Linked DNA regions of Mus musculus: regions 2, 3 and 4 are each linked to region 1. A link is a contact called in public Hi-C and HiCAR-type data. All regions are on one chromosome and are shown on one strand. Each heading gives the region's core, a stretch centred on a gene start, on an enhancer-like site or on the middle of the called end of the contact. The rest is flanking DNA. Distances are from core to core; before and after follow the strand shown. Region 1 has its middle 150 kb from the start of Gm14055. Region 2 overlaps Slx4ip (SLX4 interacting protein). Region 3 overlaps Slx4ip (SLX4 interacting protein). Region 4 overlaps Gm14064 (a long non-coding RNA gene).

What was found. Hi-C and Micro-C count contacts between places; a contact is called where the count stands out from the background. HiCAR-type assays count read pairs that join an accessible place to other places.
Region 2: a Hi-C map of adipose-derived mesenchymal stem cells shows a contact between it and region 1, with 2.3 times the contacts expected there. The contact joins two enhancer-like sites. A contact is called at or near these places in 1 of 484 Hi-C or Micro-C datasets (adipose-derived mesenchymal stem cells) and 1 of 115 datasets of contacts at active chromatin or transcription factors (fibro-adipogenic progenitors).
Region 3: a HiCAR-type map of fibro-adipogenic progenitors shows a contact between it and region 1, with 2.9 times the contacts expected there. The contact joins two enhancer-like sites. A contact is called at or near these places in 1 of 15 datasets of contacts at CTCF or cohesin (the NIH/3T3 cell line) and 1 of 115 datasets of contacts at active chromatin or transcription factors (fibro-adipogenic progenitors).
Region 4: a contact with region 1 is called in a Hi-C map of adipose-derived mesenchymal stem cells, with 3 times the contacts expected there. The contact joins two enhancer-like sites. A contact is called at or near these places in 1 of 15 datasets of contacts at CTCF or cohesin (the NIH/3T3 cell line), 16 of 484 Hi-C or Micro-C datasets (the 3T3-L1 cell line, the C2C12 cell line, adipose-derived mesenchymal stem cells and 11 more) and 5 of 115 datasets of contacts at active chromatin or transcription factors (astrocytes, cardiomyocytes, embryonic fibroblasts and 1 more).

What each region holds. Positions count from the first base shown.
Region 1 is chr2:137,434,884-137,437,761 of GRCm38.p6, forward strand. No RefSeq gene overlaps it. Among named protein-coding and RNA genes, the nearest start is that of Gm14055, 150 kb to the left of the region's middle. Within about 2 kb of position 1,483, at least 23 of the 459 cell types and tissues checked have an H3K27ac peak or open chromatin away from gene starts, as enhancers often do. A contact at or near this core is called in adipose-derived mesenchymal stem cells, embryonic heart, fibro-adipogenic progenitors and 1 more, where this site is marked.
Region 2 is chr2:137,004,970-137,007,847 of GRCm38.p6, forward strand. It overlaps Slx4ip (SLX4 interacting protein), which reads left to right. Exons shown (of 8, transcript NM_028834.3): 4 at 1-85. Among named protein-coding and RNA genes, the nearest start is that of Jag1, 110 kb to the right of the region's middle. Within about 2 kb of position 1,447, at least 26 of the 459 cell types and tissues checked have an H3K27ac peak or open chromatin away from gene starts, as enhancers often do. A contact at or near this core is called in adipose-derived mesenchymal stem cells, where this site is marked.
Region 3 is chr2:137,066,290-137,069,167 of GRCm38.p6, forward strand. Slx4ip (SLX4 interacting protein) reads left to right here. Exons shown (of 8, transcript NM_028834.3): 8 at 1,304-2,878. The coding sequence ends at 2,039. Among named protein-coding and RNA genes, the nearest start is that of Jag1, 49 kb to the right of the region's middle. Within about 2 kb of position 1,347, at least 56 of the 459 cell types and tissues checked have an H3K27ac peak or open chromatin away from gene starts, as enhancers often do. A contact at or near this core is called in fibro-adipogenic progenitors, where this site is marked.
Region 4 is chr2:137,720,906-137,723,783 of GRCm38.p6, forward strand. It overlaps Gm14064 (a long non-coding RNA gene), which reads left to right. Exons shown (of 6, transcript XR_866773.2): 6 at 1,140-1,498. Among named protein-coding and RNA genes, the nearest start is that of Gm14064, 59 kb to the left of the region's middle. Within about 2 kb of position 1,371, at least 48 of the 459 cell types and tissues checked have an H3K27ac peak or open chromatin away from gene starts, as enhancers often do. A contact at or near this core is called in adipose-derived mesenchymal stem cells, embryonic heart and muscle stem cells, where this site is marked.

The DNA.
Region 1 (2,878 bases), core at 233-2,732:
AACTCAGCTTTTCCAATCCTCCTACTTCAAACAATTTAATTTTCCTGAAAGTATGTGTCTTCTACAGTTTTCAACCACTCCAAAGGAGATGAAGTTCATGCTGGAACCTTCTAGATGCTTGAGTAAGTCACTTATGGTCTCAGGATTTGGAAAAGGAATGCACTAAATATTTGAATTGAGGATTTTTTTTAACTGAATTATGCTGTGACTGAGTTCCCTTTAGGAAACGACTTGTTTTCTATGCTGCCTCACTGGCCAATTAGTCTTTCATAAGAACAAAGCTTCCTACACTTGGGTTTCCTGTGTGAGAATCAAATGAAGGCTTAATAAATTCCCTGTCTCTTGATCTGCCAATTCATGTCTAGAATTAATTCTGCTTTCAATTTTCCATGTAACTAAAGTAGACTTGCTAATGTCATCTGCAACTTGTCCATTCAGATCAGAAGAGAACCTTTGCTCTAACATTGTCCAGGCTTGTGACTGTATGGTGAACAACTTACAGCGTAGAAATGCTAGCTGAACATCACACAGGTACTCTTGGTTTTTAAAGAAAAAGTTCCCAAGTCGTAGAATATAAGGATGCTCAAATCTCCAGCCTGTGAATCCCCTCTGTGTTCACTGTTCTCATCAATAGTTAACACTTAAGCACCAAATGAAGCAGTGTGCCGTTCAAAGTATCTGGTCCATTACTCATCTCCTTTGCCTGTTTCAGTCAGTGCATTAATTGCAGCAGGATGTAGGTACGAATTCAGAACCAGAGAACATAAGTCTCTCGTCTATCAAATATGCAGACTAATTTTTTTTTCATGGTCATTCTTAGAAAAAAGAATTCTTAGCTAAAAGGCTTTTTTCTTTGTGTTATTTAAGACACAGTTTCTTTGGTCTAGTATCTTTGGTCTAGTATCTTTTGTCTAGAATTATTTGTGTCTGTCTTTTCCATTTTGTAATAATCAATTTTATGTTTATTTTCAAACAGAATTTTATAAGGAGAGAGAGGGGGTTGGAGAGAGAGAGAATGTGATTAATTCCTTATAATCTACTCCAGACTTAACAATTGCTGAGGACTTATGATCTTATGATCCTGTTTAATTTCTTTTTTTCTCTTTTTTCCTTAACAATTTAAAGGCATATTCCTGACATTATTTCTTTCCACCCTTATATTCCTCAATACACATCTCTAATATAATGCTATTATCACATCTAAAATTAGAATGACAAGGTCATTAATATTGTTAGCCTTGAAATCTCCCTGATTGTGTCCAGGAATATTGTTACAATTGCCTTTTCTTCATTGTTAATATGTGTAGCTCTAACTTCAGGGCTCGATCACAGGTTAGAAACTTAAGAGAGAAAAATGATGAAGTAGACAACGTACTTAGCAAGAAGGGTTTTCCCAAATTCTCACAGCTGTAATCTGGACAGGGTTCAGTGCGACAAGCTTTGCACTGCGTTCCCACAGCTGGTTAGTGTTTTGAATTCCAGCCCCATGAACTCATCCCCAGCCACTGGGGCTAAAGCTTAGAGCCCAGCCTAGAGCTGATTATTTCTGATGACAGAGTAATGGAGAAAACTCTGGCATTGTCTACCCCTTCTTAAATGCACTGTCATCTGCACTTGTCTTCATTTCTGCTGGAAGAAAGTGGTTCTAAAGATCTTGGATAAATTTAACCCATGATAAAAACACAAATTTCATCCTCCAAGGGTATTTTGTTAAAGGCCAACAAAATAAGCGGCTATGTTGCCTTCTCTCAGTTTGCATTGATTGAAAATTGATTTATTTAGTAAGAATAAGACTAGGTTCTGAGAAGAGCTGGAAGAAGAGAACATGGATGCTTTAGAAAAAGGACAGATACACATGGAAAGCGGGTGCATGAATTATCTGGTGCTTGTACTCATGAAACTTTATATTCTACTTAGACACTATGACCCTGGACTCACCCTCAACTCACGGAAAAAGTTGTGTTCGGTTTTGGAAAGTTGCTACAGCAGTAATCTAGGCAGTGGTTGCTGGCAGGAACTTAATATCTGTGGTGGAGAAATGCTTTACAAAAGGGCTGACATTTTGGACTGCAAACTGAGCAAGTGAAGGCACAGGTATGATCGTGTTTCAGCAGAAGTCTGCAAGGTCAGGATGATATAGGATGGTAAAGGTAGTATGTTATAGAAGCCTACAGGAGAGGCTTAGGTCTGGGGGCCGTTGTTCGTGGATGAGGACTTGGTATTTCAGGATGTGGGCACGGATGGCACATATTCAACAGTCACATGAGCTATTCAGTATGGCAGAAATTCTCATTAGGTTATCAGGATCGCTGGCAGAATCTTTAGCAACCCAGGCTGCTGACCCATTGAGGACTTCTGATTCAGCAGATGTTGAGTGTGGTCTGAGATTCTACAGTTCTAACATGTCCTCGGTGGATGCCTAAAGAACATAACACATTGACAGCACAGCTTACAGAGCAGCTCCAGGAGGGCATGGTCTTTGTCTGTCCTTGACAGTTACCTCAGAGAAGAGATTTTTAAGTGGAACAGTTTATAAGGCAGGTGCTTTATTCTGATTATCATGCATCTCTTTCTCCTAAGATACCAGCTTTTCCTCTTCTTTAGAATGAATCTGACCCTCAATATTGATCCTTAAAGAGGCAGGAGAGGCAGGAGAATAGCTCAAGAGCATCTAATATCTTTATTATGAAGCTCCCTGTTGGTACCGAGATGTTTTTCTTATGGGAACCAGAGGCTGTTGCATCCATTGCCAGGGCTACAAAGCCAGAGTTTCCCTCAGTGTTAAGGTGGAGGAGATGTACATCTTCTCCTCAATCTGGGGCTCTTTGAAAAGACACTTAATCTTCCTAGACATTTACGCAAGAGTAAAACAAGTTAA
Region 2 (2,878 bases), core at 197-2,696, 430 kb before region 1:
AGAGTTAAGGAGTATGTGGGCATTTATAAACAGCGCAAGCCATCAAGTGCAGAATTCACAAGATCCAGTCCCTTGTCCTTAAAAGGTAGGCAACAAGCACTGCAATTTTGGACAAAGAAAGTAAAGTTTCAGCTTTGTAGAGATTGCAATTATATTTCACTCTGTCATGTCCGCATAGTGATCCATTTAAAACTATGCTGTGATGACGATACTTGTGTTTGAGGAACAAACATTTGCCAGAAAGCCCTAAAGGACTTTTAATGATAGGCAAAATATATAAAAATAGCAAATAAAACATTCTTAAGGAAACTGTAACATTTTAAAGGTCTCTTTTGGTTTTTTGACAAATAGTCTTAAATGAATTTATATTAATACTGACATCACTTGATTCGCTGTCCTTTGCTTTTTAGAATGTTTTCCCATATGTCATTCTCTTTCAAATGTTCTCAGACAGGAGCACTGATACTCCTGGAGGGCATTTGGAAATGTGTGCAGAGTTTTGCTTGTCAGGAGTGGCATGGGGTGGGTGCTGCCTGTAGTGGGCAGAGGCCGGGGATGACAGGACAGCCACAGGGCACAGAGCAACCAAAGCAAGGTTGACACATTCCTTCCCTCCTCTTGACCCCAGTACTTACCTCAGTACCTGTGATAGAGATGCAGTGACATGCTGAGTGACCACAGGGGACAGAGCTGGAATCCAGACCCAGTTCTTATGAACTCCACTCCACTGTTTTTTCTGTTCTCTTGGTCTTCTGCTTTGTTTCTCTGTTTTGTTTTGGTTGGTTGTTTCTTACATAAAATCAGCATTTCATAGCAGTCTGTGATACAGTCAGTGCATGCTATTTATCAGACTGTAGTGGTAGACTGCTGTGAGCCCCGTTATGCTAACAGAAGATGTTTAGGAAAAATACTGGATTACACACTCCTGAAATCGCTCTAGGTCTAGAGTGCTTACCTTGTATAGATGATAAATAGAGAAGTAGTTTTTGTTACCTGAACTGGAAGGCTTGAGAGAATTTCATTTCCAAACAAAGCAATATTACTATCCAGTGGTTCTCCACCTGTGGCCATGACACCCACAGGGGTTGCATATCAGATATCCTACATATCAGATATTTACAGTATGATTCATAACAGTAGCAAAATTACAGTTATCATGTAGCAAGAAAATAACCGTATGGAGAAACGGTATTGGAGGGTCACAGCATTAGAAAGGTTGTGGAACACTGATCCAGGAGATGCTCCAGGGGATTTGCCACTCAGGGCTGCTTTAAATTATGAGAGAAGCACTCCTTGTACCGCAATTAGACCTGGACAAGCTCATATTTTCACCAGTGCAACAGGAAAAGAATTGAGCAAGATTCTCCGATTCCCGACTCTAGTGCAGCTGTTACAATAGGTGCTTTGATCAGTACTGATTCTCAACCAACCCTTCCCTTCCCAAACCTGCCCTGGCAGCTAAAGTGTGTTTGAGGCTACATACTCAGTACCCAGCTTCTCTCAGAGACAAGAAAACATCCTCATTTTTGTGGAGGAAAAGATTTATTGATTAAACAGACAAAGGGAGCTTAGTCTATACACAGTTTTGTAACCGTTTCCCCCTCCTAATTAATATATTACTAAAATAAAATTTCCCGTGTCACTGTTTGGTAAAGTTGTTGTTGTACAGTACAGATAAAATTTACTATTTAACAACTATTGAAGTGTTTACTTTGGCAGCAGAAGTATGCTCCCATTTTTGTGCAACTGTTGCCATTACCAATCTCCAGAAGTCTGTCACTGTCCAGTAGGACTTTGTACCTAGGAATAATGTGTCCTCATGCTCTAGCTGAGCCCTGGGTAGCAGAGGTCCTGCTTCCTGATTTTCTTGAGCTCACTACAGTCAGTATCTTCCATGAGTGAGTCATATGATATTTGTCATCTTATTCTCTGGTTTATTTTCATTACAGTTAGGTTTTCAGCATTCCTAGTGATGCATTTATCAGAATTTCACTTCTTTTGAAATCTTATAGTGGATGACACATTGTCTGTTCATTCATTTGTTGATGATCACTTCTATGCTCTGACTCGTATGAACAATAGTGTGTGAACACTGATATACAAATTATCTTTTCAGGACTTTGGGTTTTTAAATATACACTTAGAAATGTCTGGATCACAGGGTAATTCTTTTGATTATGTTTTTGAGGTACTAATATATTATTTGCCGCATGACTGCATTATTTTACATCCTCACTCACTGTACAAGGGGTCTATTTTCTCTACACCTTTGCCGACCCTTATTTTCTGATACTTTGATAATTGCCATCATGACATATGTGGAACAATCTCTAATTGTGGCTTTTTGGCTCTTGTTTGTTTGTCTTGGTTTGGTTTGGTTTGGTTTGGTACTATTTCCTTGGTGAATAGTGATGCTGGCCATCTTTTTATGTACTCATTGGCTATTCATATATCTTTTTTTTCTTTTGAGAAATGACTATATGCCTAGTCCATTTTTAACTGGGCTTTTGAGGGAAAGTTTTTAGAGGGCTTTATAAATTATGCATATTAACATTCCTTATTGACTATGTAATTGACAAATATTTTCTCAAATTCTGTGGTTTGTCTTTTTAATCTCTTGGTGGCTTACCTTGGCATAGATATACATACATACATACATACATACATACATACATGTGTGTGTGTGTGTGTGTGTGTGTGTGTGTGTGTGGCCTTAAATGTGCTAAAGCCAAAATACCACTTTTTTCTTTTGTTGCTAGTACTTAGATGCTATGTCTGTGGAAATCATTGTCAGTCCTGTTTTGTGAAACGTTTTTTAAAATTTTTCTTCTAAAAACAGAAGTTCTATGGAATTTAAACTCATTTTCATGTGGATGTC
Region 3 (2,878 bases), core at 97-2,596, 370 kb before region 1:
ACTAGAAGAGTGATCACTTAATGACAGTGTGTATGGAACCCAGTCAGAAGCCCCTCTGTGTTGGCTCTGCCCACAGCCATTTATTAACGCATGTCCTTCCCACCTTCCTGTTGCTCTTGCTTTCTGGATAGTGGGAATAGACTCCTTGCTTCACAGGTGTGTTGCAAGAAGTGATTAATTCCAAGCTCTTTGAAGATGAAAAGCACCTACTGGTGGTGTGTTTCACACAGCTCTTGAGGCAACTGCAGACAGACCTAAAAACTCCATTCCTTTTGTAAGATGCTTCTTCTGACTATAATGTAATTATGACAGCCCTCAGGCCCCTTACAACAACATATTTATGGTTTTTTTCCACAAAGCTTAGCCAAAGTAAATATTCCAGCTTCAATGCTTGAATTTAGTGGCTGAAGAAGTTTCATGCTATTTGTAAATGTATTGTTGTCAACTCTTTGCCAAAATTAAGGGCTTAAGTCTCTCAGTTTCTTGTGAAGTTCCTGTCTTGCCCTGGAAGTTTGTTTTATAGTTAAGTAAAGTTTGTCTTACTTATTATGTATCCTGTGGAAGAAAAAGGTTAGATGAGAGAAGAAGAGAGAGAGAGACACAGACAGACTGACAGGCAGACAGACAGACAGACATAGATACATACATGTATAGTTAGAGACATACAGATGAACAGACAGATGATAGATAAAGAAGATACATACACTGTTTGTTAGAGTTATACTTTGTTTAATGTTAACTGTCTGAATTTTTTTCCAGGACTGACCAAGTCTGATTAACTGAGGCTTATTCCCATATGGTTGGTGAATAAGCCAGCACCTGCTGCATAATACCTTAAAGTATCACAAGGGAATTTTCAGATTAGTATTTACTTACAAATAGAAATTGTATGTGTGCATATTTTTGCATATGCATGAGTATGCACAAACATACTGTGTTTTGGATGTATCTAAGCATTTTCTCCCACAAAAAGTCAGTATATCAACCCCAGGCATTATTTGCCTTTAATATCTAAAGATGGATATCTATTTGCTTTAGTTAAAAATTATTCATTGTGATTCCATTGATGAACCAATAATGAAAATTCAGAACATATCATAGTTTAGTGGAAAATGTAGATGTTATTACTTAATACAATCAGTATTCACCATACACTTTGGGGATTTCCTAGATATGCCAGGGTGTTGAGAAGCCAGCTGGTACATGCCTTGTTCTTAGGAGTAACAACCAGCGAGTGGGGGTTTGGAGGATCCCATGCCATTGCAAACCTCATATACTCTACAATCTTTATTGTCTGTTTTAGTGTGAGAAGAACTAAATCAAAAGGCACTGATGTGAGCAAACCACAGCCCAGCGGGGACCTCGTGGGAAGATCTAGTGACTCAGTAATTACTGTGGTACCATGGAGGAGGGATGCCTCAGCCATTCTCCTGTCAGAATCTGTGGGTCAAGCACAAGATGACATAAGAGCAGCCAAGAGCCACCAGGAGCTTCCTGTTCAAAAGCTGGAAAATGTTTCTCAGACTCAGCCAGGAGACACTCGCAGCCAGCAGCAACTTCATCCTGGGGAGTGGTTGAAGACGGGGCTTCTAAGCAGGAGCCCTGCGTATAACTATGAGTCAGCATCACCAGGTCCAAAGCAAAGTCTGAGAGCAGCCAAGACACAGCAGAAACACAGGAATTGTGGCTCTGTGGAAGACTGTGACCACCGCAGGAGAGTTTCTCTTGGAAATGAAGGATTAGTCCCGGAGGACGCGGATAGGGAAAGGAGCACAGCTGTCAGGGTTTTACCAGCCTTAGAGTTGTCAGATCCTGGGTTGCTTTTGAAACAAGATTTGGCAAAAGCCAAGGCTAAGGAAGAGCTACATGCTTTGGAAAATCTCTCCTCCAGACATCTTGTGACAAACAACCCGGGGCAGGCACAGCAGAGCGACTCAGCTGCAATTACTGAACAATTAGCTACAGATCAGGGCGGCCCCAGCAAGAAAAGAAAGAAACTACAAAGTTACAACAGAGGATGTAGTGGCAAGAAAAACTGAGGATACAGTACCTGGGGTATTGGAAGGAATTAGGACAATTACTTTAAATAAATAAATTTAGGAGCTGGAGTTAAGTCTCAGCTTTTAAGAGCACTTAGTGCTCTTGCAGAGGAACCAAGTTTAGGTTCCAAGCACCTAGAAGGTGACTTACAACCATGATGAACTCCAGATCCAGAAGACCCAACACACTCTTTGACCTCCATGGGCACCAGGCATGCGCATGGTATGCATATATACCAGGCAAAACACACATACATGTAAATCTTTTTGTAAAATTGTTTATGTTGGAATTGGCCTTCATGGTCACCTCCTGGAGGCTGTTTTCCTAACAGGCTTGTTACTTTTTCATCATTTTAGAACTGTCTCCAGAAAATACTATATTGACAAAGAGCCATCCACTGGTCAAGGAGTAAACTATGTATCTAGGACCCCAAGGAGAAATCAGTAATGGTGGCCTTCTCACCCCATCACTATGAAGACCTCCTGATTGGGGGGGGGGGGGGGGCAGAGACAGTGCCAGGTACTTCTGGCCACATCTTGGGCTGCAGTCCTCTGACTTCTCAAACTGAGTACCTGACAGTAAGAATAAGTCAGCAGTCTCAGCATGTGATTCTGTGAGGAATGCAGGTATTTGGGTCTCAGACATATGGAATGAAGAACTGTGATTCTGAAATGGACTAAAGTTGAAAACAGCTCCCTAGAACTTACATCCTACAGCCTAGTTACCATGGCTTCCATCAGCTGGCGACACATGTGGAAATGTACACCCCCGTGCTTCCTTCAGACTTAGATTTGGGGTGTGAGTCACTTTGTTCCCAGGTTCATATACTATAGGATGG
Region 4 (2,878 bases), core at 121-2,620, 290 kb after region 1:
CTATATTCTTCACTATCCAGATGTGAAACAATTGACTTGAAAGTGTTTTCCTTTTTAGGTAAAATTTTGATTTATCACTAGCATTAATCTTAGAGAAAATTATGTATGTGTAAGTCTTAATTAGACTATGGAATGAAGTGTGCATGTACACACACACATACACACACACACACACACACACACACACACACACACACACACACACACTCACACTTGCATGGAAATGGTGGTGACCTGGTTTTAACTCTAGTGTACAAGCAGGGCTGTTGTAAGGCAGAAATGACTTCATCAGGAAATCCTCAGTCAAACTTCCAAATATACAAATAGATGCCTTTTATTCTGCTGTGAATCAAAATGATGCCATGTCCTGTAATTAAGGATGTTAGTGGCCACGTTGAGTGAGAGCCAACCACACTTAGCCTTTGTTTCTAAGACAGTCATTTTCAAGTTCAGCATCTTAAGGCCAATAGGCACCTTATTTGGCAAAGATTCAGTTCTGTTCCTAAGTCATTTTAGGGTAATAGAATTTTCTTTCTTTCTTTTTTTCCTCCTTTTCTCCTTCCTTCCTTCCTTCCTTCCTTCCTTCCTTCCTTCCTTCCTTCCTTCCTTCCTTCCTTTCTTTCTTTCTTTCTTTCTCTTTCTTTCTTTCTTTCTTTCTTTCTTTCTTTCTTTCTTTCTTTCTTTCTTTCTTTCTTTCTTTTCTGTTCTCTTTTTTGGAGATGTACTGGTTGTTTGAACTTGATGCACAAATATTTATATATTTGGGCATGTTACTATGCAGTCAAAAATCAAAGAGTATTGCCTAAAAAAGCAAAATACAGAAACAAGTCTTAGCAATTATTGAATTGTTATTGAGCAAGATAATTACAAAAACAAACAAACAAATATTCAAACCCCTGTTGCTAAATGCAAATCTACGTGAGAGTGGGACACCAGATAACATTGCCTTATTATTTCTTCCTTACAGGAAATAATATGGAGTCATTAGGCTTTCTAAATATTAACTTCTCAAACTGACTGTGTAACTGGCTCCTGGGGCCGCATACAATGGCAGGGTGATATGGTCTGTTGATCTGGCCCACAGTCTGATGGGAGGGGAGCTGAAACACAGTTTTGTTTTGTTTTGTTTTCTTAAGCAGATCTACAAACCTCTCGGAATCAACCACTCCTTTTTTGGAGTCACTTGAGCCCTTGACCAAAGGCCTGCCTGAGTAGGATCTCTTCCTATGGATGCAGCAGGAACTCTCTATCCGCCTCCTCCAGCTGCAGGAGAGAAGAATTCACCGGAATGCTGAGATAATGCCTGAACTTGCTGAGCCCTCCTGCCTCCTGCCACCTCCATCAAGTTCTATCTTTGTCTTAGGCCCTGAGTCATGCCCTACACCGACCCCTCAGTCATCTGTGACTCATAGCAGAGAGCAGTTATACCCAATGCTGAGCCACAGGAGCAGACGATTATTCTATTCTTCTTTATTCTCTCATTCTCTCTCTTCTTCTTCTTCTTCTTCTTCTTCTTCTTCTTCTTCTTCTTCTTCTTCTTCTTCTTCTTCGTCGTCGTCGTCTTCTTCTTCTTCTTCTCTTTCTTTCTTCCTTCCTTCCTTCCACCTTTCTTTCTTTCTTTCTTTCTTTCTTTCTTTCTTTCTTTCTTTCTTTCTTTCTCTCTCTCTCTCCCTCTCTCCCTCCCTCCCTCCCTCCCCCCTCTCTCTTTCTTTCTTTCTCTCTCTCTTTCTTTCTTTCTTTCTTTCTTTCTTTCTTTCTTTCTTTCTTTCTTTCTTTCTTTCTTTCTTCCTCCGTCATTCTTCCATTCTTTGCTTCTGAAAGTATCTGTATCAGATCAGGACCCCGAGACCAAGTTCTAAGCACAAAGTAGATTTATTTGCACCAGATGGACAAAGGACAGAGAATAAGAGACAAAGACAGGATGAAGACAAAAGCAGAGATGATAAAGGACAAGGGAGAAGGGGAAAGGAACAAAAGAGAGGGGGCAGGAGTACCAATTCTTGGGGGGGGGAATGGGAGGACAAAGGACTGTCTCTGGATAGAGAGGAAAAAGAATTGGCTCTTAGGAAAATGGTGGTTTCTAAAGGTAAAACAAGAAACCCTGTGTTAGGATGAGGTATTTAATTTTAATTGGGCATGTTAATTAGATGAACCAAGGTAGGCTTTTGATTGCTGGATTTGAATACTTTGATAGCTGGACCTTGGTAGTCAGCCTCTAAAGGAGGAAATGTCCAAATAAGGGAATAGACCTTGAGGGCTCGCTTTAGGAATGTAATCTAATGGTTTTCAGCAAGGCAGAGGAAATGGGGGAGAAGGACAAGGCCTGCCAGACTCATGTCATGTGTGTCGTGCTCGGGCTAGCTAGAGGCCTTTCAATTCCTCTCCGTGTCTCTCTCTGTCTCTGCCTCTGTCTCTTCAGCTCTCTGTGTCTCCGACTCTCTGTCTCTCTGTTTTTCTCTGTCTCTCTACCTCTGTCTCCATCTCTGTCTTCATCTCTCTCTCTCTCTTTCCTCTCTCTCTCTCTCTCTCTCTCTCTCTCTCTCTCTCTCTGTCTTGTTCTCTACCTTGGAAGAAAAGTTAGGTCAAATGGTCATATCTTGAGCATCTTCTTCAAGAGCTTCTCTATCATTTGTGTCTTTAACTTGGGAGAAATTTTATCCTGAGTGGGCATTTTGGTGGGTATTTTCTTTTAAATGCCATTTTGGGTCAGATTTCTTTCTTGTAGAGTAACCTATCTTTACTTGATTACAAATATGATACTGAATAATATTTATTTATGTATTTATTATTTGTTGTGTGCTTGCTTGGCCTTTGTAATATGACTTTACAGTTTCTCCCATTAACCTGTGGAGTCTCTCTACTTCTGGAATCTGTATTT